Regions from separate parts of the Mus musculus genome. Here region 1 is linked to region 2. The links are chromatin contacts, called in public Hi-C maps. All regions are on one chromosome and are shown on one strand. Each heading gives the region's core, a stretch centred on a gene start, on an enhancer-like site or on the middle of the called end of the contact. The rest is flanking DNA. Distances are from core to core; before and after follow the strand shown. Region 1 overlaps Gm46767 (a long non-coding RNA gene). Region 2 overlaps Gm32659 (a long non-coding RNA gene).

Region 1 (6,359 bases), core at 1,807-4,306, 140 kb after region 2:
ACCATGTCTATCTACTGGAGGTGGTTTCTTCAGGTTCTATTTTCCCACTGTTGGGCATTTCTTGCTAAGGTCATTCCCGTAGAGTCCTGGTGTCTAGGATTTTCTAGAGGTTCTGCCTGTTCCCTACCCTACATTGCTGCATATTTATATTCAGTCTCCTAGCCCTCTGGGCTTCTCTCTTGTCTCCCCCCAACACCAGTACCTGATGCTGTTCCCCCCTCCCCCGTTTTCTCTCCCATTCCCCTATCTCACCCAGGTTCCTCCCTCCTTCTTTCTTCTAAGTGGGACTGAAACATCCTCACTTGGGCCTTCCTTCTTGTTAAGCATCATATGATCTATGGAATGTATCATGGGCATTCTGAATTTTTTGGCTAATATCCACTTATCAGTAGTACATTCCATGTATGTCCTTTTGGGTCTGGGTTACTTCAATCAGGATAATATTTTCTAGTTCCATCCATTTGCCTGTAAAATTCATAATGTCCCCCTTTTAATAGCTGAGTATTACTCCCTTGTGTAAATGAACCACATTTTCTGTATCCATTCTTCAGTTGAGGGACGTCTGGGTTGTTTCCAGCTTCTGACTATTTTAAATAAGGTTGCTGTAAACATAGGGGAGCATGTATCCTTGTGATATGGTGGAGCATCTTTTGGGATCTGCCCAGGAGTGGTATAGCTGGGTCTTCAGGTAAGACTATTTCCAATTTTCTGAGGAACCTCCAGATTGATTCCCAGAGCAGTTGTACCACTTTGCAATCCCACTGGCAATGGAGGAGTAGTCTCCTTTCTCCACAGCTTCTCCAGCATTTGCTGTTGCCTGAGTTTTTTATTAGCTATTTTGATTGTTGTAAAGTGGAATCTTAGGGTTTTTTTTTTTTTTTTGATTTGCATTTCCCTGATGTCTAAGAACACTGAACACTTCTTTAAATGTTTCTTGGCCATTCAAGACTCCTCAGTTGAGAATTCTGTTTAGCTTTGTAGTCCATTCTTAAATTGGGTTATTTGGGTATTTGGGTTCTGGAGTCTAACTTCTTGAGGATATATATATATTCTCAGTCAGATGTAGGGTTAGTCAAGGTCTTTCCCAATCTGTAGGTTGTTGTTTTGTCTTATTGATAGTGTCCTTTGCCTTACAGAAGCTTTTCGGTTTCATGAGGTCCCATTTGTAAATTGTTAATCTTAGAGCCTGACCCATTGGTGATCTGTCCAGGAAATTTTCCCTTGTGCCAATGCATTCAAGGATATTTCCCACCTTCTCTTCTATTAGATTCAGTGTATCTGGTTTTATGTGTAGGTCCTTGATCCACTTGGACTTGAGCTTTGTACAAGATGATAAATATGGATCAACTGGCATTCTTCTACATGCAGGCCTCTAGTTAGACCAGCACCATTTGTTGAAGATGCTTTCTTTTTTTTTCTACTGTATTGTTTTGGCTTCTTTGTCAAAGATCAAGTGTCCATATGTGTGGGGGTTTATTTCTGTTTCTTCAATTCTGTTCTTTTATGAATTCTTTGGGACTTTCATACATACAGTGTCTGATCATATTCACCTCCCAATGCCTCCTCCTAACTCTTTCTAGATATACCCCCACATCTCCTTACTTTGTGTCCCCTTCTTATGTTTTATTTGGGGGGCACTACTTTTATATAACCTACCGAGTCCAATATATGCTTCCCAAACACTCCTCAGTGTGAAATCGTCCAGTGGAACATTATTGATATTCAGGATTGTTCCTAAAGATCCAACCATCAGATAGCTGGAAATATATCAATTGGTGCTTTCTGGAAGAAAAAAATTTAAAAAAAAGTAGAAGTCTGGGAAAAAATCTTAGCAATAATACAAAGGACCTAAAAGATACACACACACACCAAACAAGAGAGATAGAAGAAACTTCCAGAATCATACCAGCAAAATGCAAGAGAATACAAAGGTTTAAAATGGAAGGTATGCTTAAGTAAGGCATGTCTGATTGCATAATTCATTGAAACTCAAAAGTATTTATTGGGTTAGAGGATGTCAAGTCCTTGGCGACCTTTCAAAGCAGACATCATTTAAGTGTCCTATGACCAGGCCTTATGGTTAAGGGCATGTGAGATGGAAACATGGTAGAGCAAGCCCTCCTCTCACTTTTCGTCTGTGAATGTTTGCTGTGCTGGGGAAGAAGGACATGGTGGTAGTGACTGAGTTCAGTACGTTCACATAATGTTTTCACAGATGAAAAAAGCTGAACATAATTCCTGCGTATGATATCAGGTCTCTTCCCGAGACAGGATATCAATAGCTTGAATACAGGAGATAGAAAACAAAGCACTTCTGTGGTCACCAACCCATCCTGATCCTCTAGGGAAGGCAAAGCAAGCACTGGCTGACTTTCCATAGGGCTGATACTACAGTTTTAAAGGCAGTCTGATAAGGTTAATTAAATCATTTCTGGCTTTCCTTCCAAAATCTGGATGGCTACTCATCTAATTCTGGCTTGGCATCTTGGAGAAAAATCATATTGTAGGAGTAAAGATGTCGCGTTCACCGTCAGCATGCCCCCAAGGACAAAAAGTGCTCTGGGTGCTTGACAAAGCTGCAGGATCTGAAAGGGCAGAGTAGCAGCTCCATTTCAGCAAAAATAAATATCCTATTACAGCACGTTGTTTTTGCAGCTGACTGAGGCTTTGCTGTAGTGCAAATGAAAAGAAGGTTTCTGGCAGGGCAAAAGAACTGTGTCTACATCACTTCTTTATGACGCCATTTTCTCCCCTCAAGCTAGGAAGTCCCAGAGGAATTTTTACTTCCAACAAATGCCTAGTACATTTTGCTGTACTCAGCATGTGTGACTTATTAAAAATAAAGATAAAGTGTTGAACCAGTTCTCTCGGTACCATTTATTCTTTCCTCCCTAATTTACCACTTCATATTGCCTTTTTATTTCAAAATTATGGGGAAAAACACGTGAAACCACAGCATATCTTTGCATTTTTAATTTTTAACCTGATTCTAGTGAGCCATGGCAACCTAGAAGCTTACATCTGCGTGAGACATGCCAAATCTTCTGGCTTTAAAATAGCAGCACATCTTCTAGCAGTTTAGCTATTCTGAGGTAGATTTTTCATGCACATGATTGCTTGTAGAACTAAAGTGCATTTCATTTTTGCATCCTTCTTCTCCTTCTTCTCCTTCTCCTTCTCCTTCTCCTTCTCCTTCTCCTTCTCCTTCTCCTTCTCCTTCTCCTTCTCCTTCTCCTTCTTCTTCTCCTCCTCCTCCCCCCTTCTTCTTCCTCTTCATAGAAATCTTGAGGGATATGTGTTTTTTTACACCTTAAGAAATAAATTTTAATGTGCAACACAGGAACTAAGTTATTTATTTTCTATATGTCTTAACTATTGGTTAGGACCAACCCTGCTTTGGAAAGTAAGGTATCTATATAATAGAGCTGTTCCACTGAAGTCTGTCTGTTAACATACAGAGTTAAGTATATCTCTTTTTAAATTATGTGTGTGTGTGTGTGGTGTGTCTAAGTTAACAACCCATGAAAGTTAGCTCTATCCCTCTACCAAGTAGGTTCTAGAGTTCTAGAGCCCAGGTCATGAGGTTTGGTGGCAGATGCCACCTACTGAGCCTTTCCTTGGTCAAGGAAGTAGGTGGGATCAGAGGAGTCTCAGATCCCACATATTTGGTGAAATGCATAGACTAAAGGAGATTTTACAGTGCAAGGTTCTCTGCGTGTACCTGCTTTGATTGTGGCTTGTCTCAGGAGATCACCTATGGAAACACTTGTGCAATCATATTGCTGCTCAACTAACTGGTTCCCCATGTTGAACTTCAGATCTGAAATGTTCTATTACCGATGCTCAGTGTGCACCAATGCTGTAGTCTCTGTTTTTTTTTTTTTTTTTTTTTTTTGGATTCCCCTAGAAGCAAGCCCCTGAGCTGAGCATTTGAGTAGACACAGTTTATTGGTGAGGTGATTTTTTTAAGACAGTGAGAGAATAGAGAACTGAGTCAAGGAGGGAAGAGAGCTACAAAGTTTTCCCTTTTTTTCTGAATTATTTTTATTAGATATTTTCTTTATTTACATTTCAAATGTTATCCCCTTTCCTGGTTTCCCTTCCAAAAGCTCCCTCTTCCTATTCCTTCCCCCCTTCCTCTGCTCACTATAGGAAATGCAAGGTCTGGATGACACCAAGGCATGCTGGTATAGCAGTAGCATTGTCAACAGGCCATCATGATCTTTTGGGAATAGTCGCATTTCCCTTTATCATAATCGTGGTGATGTTTATAGGTGAAGTTACATTATTTTCAACATCACTTGAGCCTGACTGTGCTCCTTGAGCAACTTGCATTAAATCATTAAATAACACTCCAAAGCTCACTTTATTTTGGCTAATGAAATCTGTCCAATTAGAGATAATCTTTTTCTTTAAAATTATTCAGTTGTCAAAAACAAAGGCAAGGTAGAAGAATTGGAATGTACTGGTAAAGGTACAGGCCATGATCTTATTATGGCCCACAAAGGTATACTTATCCCTGTCTCAATCACCAGGAGTAAGAATAACAGGATCATCTTGAGATTCATCTTGCTCTTTCACAGTCCTTGTCAGTCACGTCGGACTTGTGTTCATGCTCTGGTTGGTTTGCAAGCTCAGAACCCAACGAACACGTGACAAGGTTGTGATAGCTCAAGCACTTGCTGCCATAGAGCAAGGGGCCTCCCCCGAAATCTGGCTATCTATGCTCAAAAATTAGTTGACATTGGTGGCTGGCCTCTTTTGTAGAGTTCACCCTAGGTCATTTAGTAGTTACTGTCACATAGCACTGCGGTATCCAGGGACGGGCAACTTTCCTCATGCACAGATCAACCTAAGACACGGGGCCTGGTGGCGATAGGGTTACCCTATGACAGGAAAGGCTGTGACATTGGAGGAATGACCTAAGACAGGAGCCACAGCAGATGGACATAATTACATAGACCTAGTCCAGCCTCATTTTAATAAAATAAAAAGGGGGAGATGTGGAGAGTTGTGCGTGCTGCGAGCAATCGCCATTATAAGATGGCTCTGGCCTTCGCTGTGCCTAACTAGTAAACAAGCCTTGTATGCAGGCGCGAGAGTGAACTCACTCTTAGTCACTGCCCATTCTCAGGGTGTAATAGTGGGGCGATGGGCGAGCAACAAATCAGGAGCTGACACGCCATATCAGGTGCTGAAACGCCATGGCTGAGGGCTATATAAGCAACTCCATTTTCTGGGATCGGGGTCTTCCCTCTTGAAGAAGCAATAAAAGCTTTTGCTGCAGAAGATTCCGGTTGTCCTGAGTGTGTTCTTGCCGGCGGGGACAAAAGCTCAGGATACTCACCCCTTACTCTTTTCACAAAAACTAACAAAAAATAGATAATAAGAGTAAACATTTAAAGTGTGAAAGGATAGAAACTCTACAGAAAGATGCAAGACAGCATTTATGTGACCCTGGGTTGTTCAACTTTGGAATATACCAAAAGAACAATCTGTAAGTAAAGGTCAGACAGAACTATATTCCATTAGCACTGGGCACTTCTGATCAATGAAAGCCATTGCCAGGACAATGAACGGCACAATGGAAGGAAACAATTACAATACACTCACCTGTAACAGGATTGGTTTGTATCTAAAATTCCAAAAACCACTAAAATTTGAGAATGAGAAAAATCAAAATAAAAACGTTTAAAACTGTCTGACTCAATTAAAACAGCAGGTAGGTTATGATCTGTGTTTTAAGCTATTTTTAATTGAGAACTTCATGTATCATATACCCCGTGGATTTCTTTTGATCACATTTACTCTATCCTGTCCAATTCCTTCCTTATTCTCTTCACTTCGCATTTGTTTTTTAAAGCTCATTGAGTCCACATAGTGCTGCCTGTATGTGCAGTCACTGGGATATGGGTAACCTCTTGGGGGTTCACAACCCAAAAGAAAACTGATCCTCTATGCCAATCAGCCAACTGCCAGTAGCTGCTCAATGCCAGTACCCTCTCAGTAACCAGTGGAACTTCAAGAGCCCCTCCCCCATCTGTGCTGGCATATGATCAACTTGGTCTTGTATAAACAGTCACAGCTGTGAGTTCATATGAACAACTGCTCCCTGTACAGAATATACAGTTTTGATACAAACATCAACTACTTCTGGCCCTTACCATCTTTCCTCTTCCATGATGATCTCTGAGTGTCACAAACAGGGGTGTGATCTGAGTGTCCCATTTAGGGTTGAGCACTCCATAGTCCCTTGAATGTTGGCCCCATTGTGGTTCTCTGTACTAACTGGGTCTTGATTTCAAAGATAATGATCAGAATTAACAAATAGACAGTAGGTTTTCAAAAGCCAAGCCCTT
Region 2 (6,447 bases), core at 837-3,336:
TGAAGTACCCACACTGAATATAAATAACTACTTGAGAGATAGATGCAGGAGAATTGCTGCAATTTGTGGCAAGCTTAATCCAGCCAAAGAAATATTGGTTTTCTGAAGGTGATGTCTTAACAATTCATCATTAGTTGCCTTAGGGAAAATTTTTTAGAGGCAGGAAAGGTACGATATTTTATTTATAATATAGGAAATGTTTGGACTACACAATACTAAATAATAAGATAAAGATAAAAATACTAATATAAAATAAAGATATTATGGAGAAAATACAGGTGCTTGTGAGATAGCATAAGGAAGAGGAATAAAATTAGGAAAAGGTTCTCCATCCTTAGATGTGTCTGTATATTTCATGCCTCTGCTTCAGGAACTGCCCTTCTGTGAGATGTTCTATGCTGAGCAGTTCCTCCCACATCCCTATGGACAAACAGGCAATTCTTTGGTCATCTTTGATATCTTGATGATATAATTGCCAAAACAGCTTGAAATTTAAAATATCAGAACTAATCCATCTGCTTTAAGTTATAGTAATGCTATTATAGTAAGGGTAGAAACAGCTCCAAACTAAGGGAGAATAAATTTTAGTTGTGAAACTGAAGAATTAAGATGAGACACTAAGTAACAAGAAAATCAGATGCAAGCAAGGCCACCATGTTCATCCTCCATCAAGCTCAATTGGGGGAAGCCTAGGTCAAGCAAGGACATTGGCGAGAGAAGACAGCAGGCGATGGTGTCAGATGGCCTGGTCCTTCTAGAAGCTATGCACATCCATTTGAGGAGGAAGTTGAGTTGCAAGAATTGGCTTCCATTCAGCAGAAAGAAGTTGTGGGAGCCAGGAGGCAGAAAGATGTCTACCATCTGGAGAAATTGCAGAAAGGAGAATTGGAAGTCATACAGATCAGGGGTGGGAAATGAGAGAAAAAGCGAGAGGCTATCTGGCAAGGAGTCTTTGGGTAGGGTTAGATCCCCTCTTTTAATGCTAGCATACAACATGCAGTCTTCACAGCAAGGAACTTCAGGAAGGGAGAGAAAGTCATTCCAATTCCAAGTCTTAGTAAAGCTATGATTTTGAAATGACATTTAGAAGAGCTGTGTTTTAGCATGTAAACATGCCTCATGCTTTACAATTCTAAAGTCTTTAATATTCATTCTACAAAGTACAAGGGACATATAATGTTCTTTGGAGGTAAAGAAAATTATGGTTGATTTCTCAAGATTCAGAATTTTGTATTGGAAAAATCAAAACGAGTAGGAAGTCCCTGAAGCACTGGCTGAGCCAAGAAGGAAGGCCAAGTGAGTCAGGGATTTTGGATAAGTTCAGTGAAATCTGATCCTCCTCCGATCATTTATTAAGTTTGTGATTTGTGGGAAAGTCCATATACTCTGCAAACATCAACTTCCTGTCATATTAACTGGGAATTGTACTCATGTGAAAGCTATTATGATGACTGAAATTTAAAAATAATTATGTTTAGAAATGTTCGAAGTCATGGTTTTGGTATATTTTGAAAGCTGAGTAATTATTATATACTTTTTGTATTACCAACATCTATGTTCTTAGTTGAGAAGAATTGCAGAGTTATTTGTTGACAGAGTTGTTTAGGATTGGCTTTTCTCTTACAGTCTTGTAGAGATACCATCTAAAGATTCAGCTGCAAAAGAGGGACAAAGTCTATGTCCATCTGGGATTTTGAGACTTTAGATAAAAGATGTAGACACTGACTTGGCAGGTAGGAGTAGGAGGTTCTTCTGACAAGTCTATAATAAATTCATTGTGTAGCTGTATTCATCACATGCCTTTTCTTAGTCCCTCTCTCTTCATCAGTAAAGATGGAAGAATTACAAAATCTCCGTGGTTCCTATGAATTTTATCATACCCTCATTCTGCACCTACTGTTTCAAATGTGGCACCTGTGAGCTGTAAACGACGTAATCCCCTTTGCCTGTATTAGAATTCACTGTGAATGTTGAATGTGCAAAGTGTGAGGATATGATCTTCCATGAGCAGGAGACGGGTTGCCCTCCTCAGGCTGCTTGCTCAGAACAGCCATTTGCTCTTCCTTTGGCTGGCTGCCTCTCCTGGTAATTTTCTGCTGCAGCTCTCTCTTTACCCCAGCCAGCAAGAGGAAAATGAATTCACCCAGCAGTCCCAGCCATCCCTTCTGATATTTCAGGAAGAGAACTCGCCAGGCATTTCGCTGTTAATTATCAGCAGCCTGGCTGCTGTGGCCCCCTGCTGTGCCAGTTTGAGAGATGAAACTCTTTACACTGCTTATTGGGCTCAGCTAAATAAATATTACCCAGCATTAGTGTTGTCAAAGATAACAGTCTGAATTCCATTCCCTGGAGGGGGTGTGGATAACTGAGTTTTCCATTATCGGTTTTCCTCCCTGTCCCCACGCCACACCTTTTAACACACTACAACTAATTTCTTTCTCTGCCCCCTGAACATTCAGTTGGCATCAGCGTGCTGAAGTCATAGCATAGTGCGTAAGGTCTGTAACATCAGCGATACTGGACTTAAGGGCTCCAGATCACTCACTCGTTTCCTATGCCTATGCTGTCAGCATTCACATTTCTTGACAAGGTTCTTTGAATTAGCACCACCTCAACCCTCCTAACCAAAAGTAAGTTTTGAAAGGCTTAGGTCAACTAGCTACTGTACTTGGGTTAAAGGTGGAAATATGACCCCTCTATAAGCCAATTATGGCCCAAAAGAATTAACTCCCATACTTCTTTAAGCTACTTAAAAAACAATTATTTTTTTTCTTTGTGACCAATTCTTTTTCTTTGTAACTGAATATTAAGCCATGAAAATACAGCCCTAAAAGCAATTATTTAGGGCTATTTTCAGCTATGAAAATTAAAAACTAAATTCTAAGAATGGATTCAAAACTCAGTAAGTAGGGGAAGGGATATGAAAAATAAACACAAGTCTGGCCAAAGCCTTACTCTGGCTGTTGGAGGAATACATGTCAATCTTTGGACAAGTCTTGAATCAGTATACTTCATTTATCATTTAAGTTTGAATTGGGGTTTCTCTTTCATTGACATTTAGGAAGCTGTTGCATGTGGTCCTCTTTCTGTGCCAGTTTGTAGCAAGTGCATGAGATATATGCCTATGTCCTTTTAGAACTTAACACTGTACTATTCTACCTGAATCCCAAGTCTCACTCCAGAAAGGCTAGAGAAGCTGGGTGCTATCTAGCTGTATGAGGCAACTCTCAACCAATGAAATGAGTTGGTAAATGAATGCTCAGGTTTCTGTTCTTTTGGGATAGGGCTAAGCTTAAGGGTTTTTTGTTGTTGTTTTTGACTGGGACTGTTAGAGGTTCTCAGTATGATTGACCCAAAATGGTTTAATCCTGATTGTCTGCCTTCCTTTCTGTCTCAATACTCTGCTTACGTATTGATTTGTTGGCATCATATTGTAACTAAGTTACTGCTACAAATGTTCTTGACTTTTATTATTGGTTAGATCTTCATAAAAACGTCAGTAGCAGAAGGTAATGGAAGTCAAAGTTACAAAATTCCTAGCTCAGCTACACAGCTCTTTATAGACCACTAGTTGTTCCTGTCATGATCCGATGGTCAACAGAGCTTATTGACCAGAATTACAAGATAGTAGCATTACGCTGTGGGTGGAAATTACAGCATGGTAACCTGGAGAATAGTTTATTTGGGTCTATAAGGACTTTATAAGAAAGGGAATATCTACTCATGATTTCTTACAAGTCCCCCTTCCAAGTATTGTTTACATGCCATTCACTGTCCATATTCAGTGAACTAATACATACATAGATGTGTTGTAAAACAATACCCTGGAAATGTAAACATTTCCATTCTGGCAGAAGGTTCCACAAGATTCAGAAAATTACAACTTGAAACATTCCATCCTAGAGGAAGGCTCATTTAGACATACAAGTATACAACTCACAAGTTTTAGGAAGTCTGTGAAAGTTACAAGATTCACAAAGACCTTTCTTCCCCAAGATTATTAAAGCAGTATAAAATGTTTAAGAGAGAACTCTCCAACTTGTTGAGATACCTGCAAGTTATGCAAAGAGCTCCAAGGTGACAATTCCTCATCTAAACTGAGGTACGGGTTTCTATAATGCAGCTGCCTTTGAGTCATCCATGTTTCCCTAAGTTACCCATCATCCATACTCCTGTAAGTAATCAGATAAACCCAATGATTTGTCAAGTTAGACTTTAGTAGAATTGTATCTTTAGTTTGCCATCCATGATTTATCTGGGATGAGCAGATGGTTTTTCATTTTTTTCCCAGGAAAGTCACAAAACAAGAGAAAAAGCTACGGACTGAAATCCCACTAAGATAGTCTCTCCTTTTGGTGCTAACAGTTCAGGGGTGGGAAGGTTTTATAAGAGAAAGAGAAGTAAAAGTACAAGCAAGCCAATGTGTAAAGAATGCTCATTAATCAACCCTCTGGCTTCCTTGGGGGAAATTAGCTGTCAAGATCCACTAAAAGAATTTCGCTGAAGCCAAGATTATTAATTTGGTGGTCCTGGAAGGTTAACGACAGACAGTTTTAATCTCTTGGTTTGTTTTCTTTCTTGAGATGATTCCCTCCTAATCTCTCTCCCCTACTCCATCGTGTGTGTGTGTGTGTGTGTGTGTGTGTGTGTGTGTGTGTGTGTGTGTGTGTGTTGTGTGTGTGTGTTGGTGCTGGCGTGTGGCTCTACATGTAACCTTGTCAGAGACCAGAGGTGAATCATATCATTCCCATGTTATTCCCTTGAGACAAAATCTATCCCCGAAACTCTGGTTAATCATGGTCAGTAAACCATTGATTTTCCTGTCTCTATCTCCCATAGTACTGAAGATGTATTAGGCATGGGCGGCAATGGCCAGCATCAGAATCCTGTGGACTCAAAATCAGGTCCTCATGCTTGCCCAGAAGCACTCTTAACCACTAACCCGTACCCCCAGTTCATATTTGGACATTTTAAGTGAAGTATGCACTTAAATATCAGAAGTTAAAGGTCCAAGTCTTACTGCATTCCTTTCCATTTTATAGTGCCTAAGTTCTTTTCCCAGAGCAGGCATGGCTAACAGGGCAATGCCATTGTACTCGTGTTAGAGATTATAATTGTAGAATAGCATCTAGAATTGATGGTTCTACCTCTTTATTTTAGTAATGTGAGTAGAGAAGGCACAAAAGTCTTAGATGGTGAAATGGGGCAGAATTTCAGTAGTATCTGATATATTCATTCTGTCACAGATGAGGAAATAGGCAAAGATCATTAAATGTTGGACTTAAGAGTTCATACCTAATTCTAGACAAAGTCAGAGCTTGACATCAACACTCTTTATTCTATAGTCCCTTCATACTACTCTCACTAATACTGGCTTTATTTTTCAAGAATTCTATTTTATTTTAAGCATACTCTGTAATTCATACATAATGGATATGTTTCTTTTTAGAAAACCTAAGGGTATACCACTGGCCTTGCCTGTATAGTTGAACTGGGAAAAAAAATACTTCCATATAATGAATTTTATCACTTGCACTTTGCAAAAACATCCATGCCTGGTCATTCCTTCTCAGGCTGAAAAGTCAAATTATACTGCAGTCCATTTGGCTTGATGCTTATCCTGGGTCACTTCTGGGCCTTAACCTGTGTTCTGGTGTAGTCGGGAAATTGCCAAAAGCCATATGGACTCCCCGGGCTACCTCCTGAATGAGATTGGATGGTACACACTTAGAAACTGACTCTCTCCAAGAGATGGAACAGATGGCACTTCAGATATGAATATGCATGATGTAGCTCCTAAGGTTGTTAAATAAGTATGTATTTTAGATGAATTCATGAAAATCAAGATTTTCATAAGTGAAATGAAAACTAAGCCAAGGAAAACACAAGGCTCTTCTGGAAGCTGTACATTATTCTTTGTTTGTTGACAATGGCCTCTTTGGCATCCTCCAACCTCCAGAGAAACCACTAGAAAGCAACAGGAAGACGTTAAGTAAAATCTGCAGCAAAGGATACGTTGTGAGATCCTGGACAGGCCATGAGGCAGAACTAACATCCAGAAGAACAAGAAGGGAAATGGAATTGCTTGAGTTTGCCCTCTGTACACCTAATACCTGATCCTAGTGAATAGATCCTTGGCTTTTTAAGCTCTTTTCTGGCCCCTTGCAAATAATTCCACCCTGATGATCCTACAACCAATTCTAAATACTTCATATTTCATTCAGTCCTGGCTATCCACAAAACAAGGCCGACAAGTCGTAAGAGTGATGCAAATCCTTCAACCAGGAGAGTTACTTAAGCAGATGGAATCCACAAATCCCCAATACAAACAGGCCCCATCCCAGGCCCCATGCTCTCTGCCCAGTAACTATCTTACATGTTCAGTGACATACAGTTTACAAAAACTTTCATACTCAAAATATTTAATTTGAATTTTATTGCAAATAT

Evidence for each region. A called contact is a pair of places that touch in the nucleus more often than the background predicts.
Region 1: a contact with region 2 is called in a Hi-C map of cortical neurons, with 1.6 times the contacts expected there. The contact joins two enhancer-like sites. A contact is called at or near these places in 3 of 484 Hi-C or Micro-C datasets (cerebral cortex, cortical neurons and nephron progenitors).

Annotation. Positions count from the first base shown.
Region 1 is chr2:136,805,490-136,811,848 of GRCm38.p6, forward strand. It overlaps Gm46767 (a long non-coding RNA gene), which reads right to left. Exons shown (of 3, transcript XR_001783485.2): 2 at 1,657-1,782. Among named protein-coding and RNA genes, the nearest start is that of Gm39943, 3.6 kb to the left of the region's middle. Within about 2 kb of position 3,057, at least 9 of the 459 cell types and tissues checked have an H3K27ac peak or open chromatin away from gene starts, as enhancers often do. A contact at or near this core is called in cortical neurons, where this site is marked.
Region 2 is chr2:136,668,550-136,674,996 of GRCm38.p6, forward strand. The region is part of intron 2 of Gm32659 (a long non-coding RNA gene); the gene reads right to left. Among named protein-coding and RNA genes, the nearest start is that of Snap25, 42 kb to the right of the region's middle. Within about 2 kb of position 2,087, at least 47 of the 459 cell types and tissues checked have an H3K27ac peak or open chromatin away from gene starts, as enhancers often do. A contact at or near this core is called in cortical neurons, where this site is marked.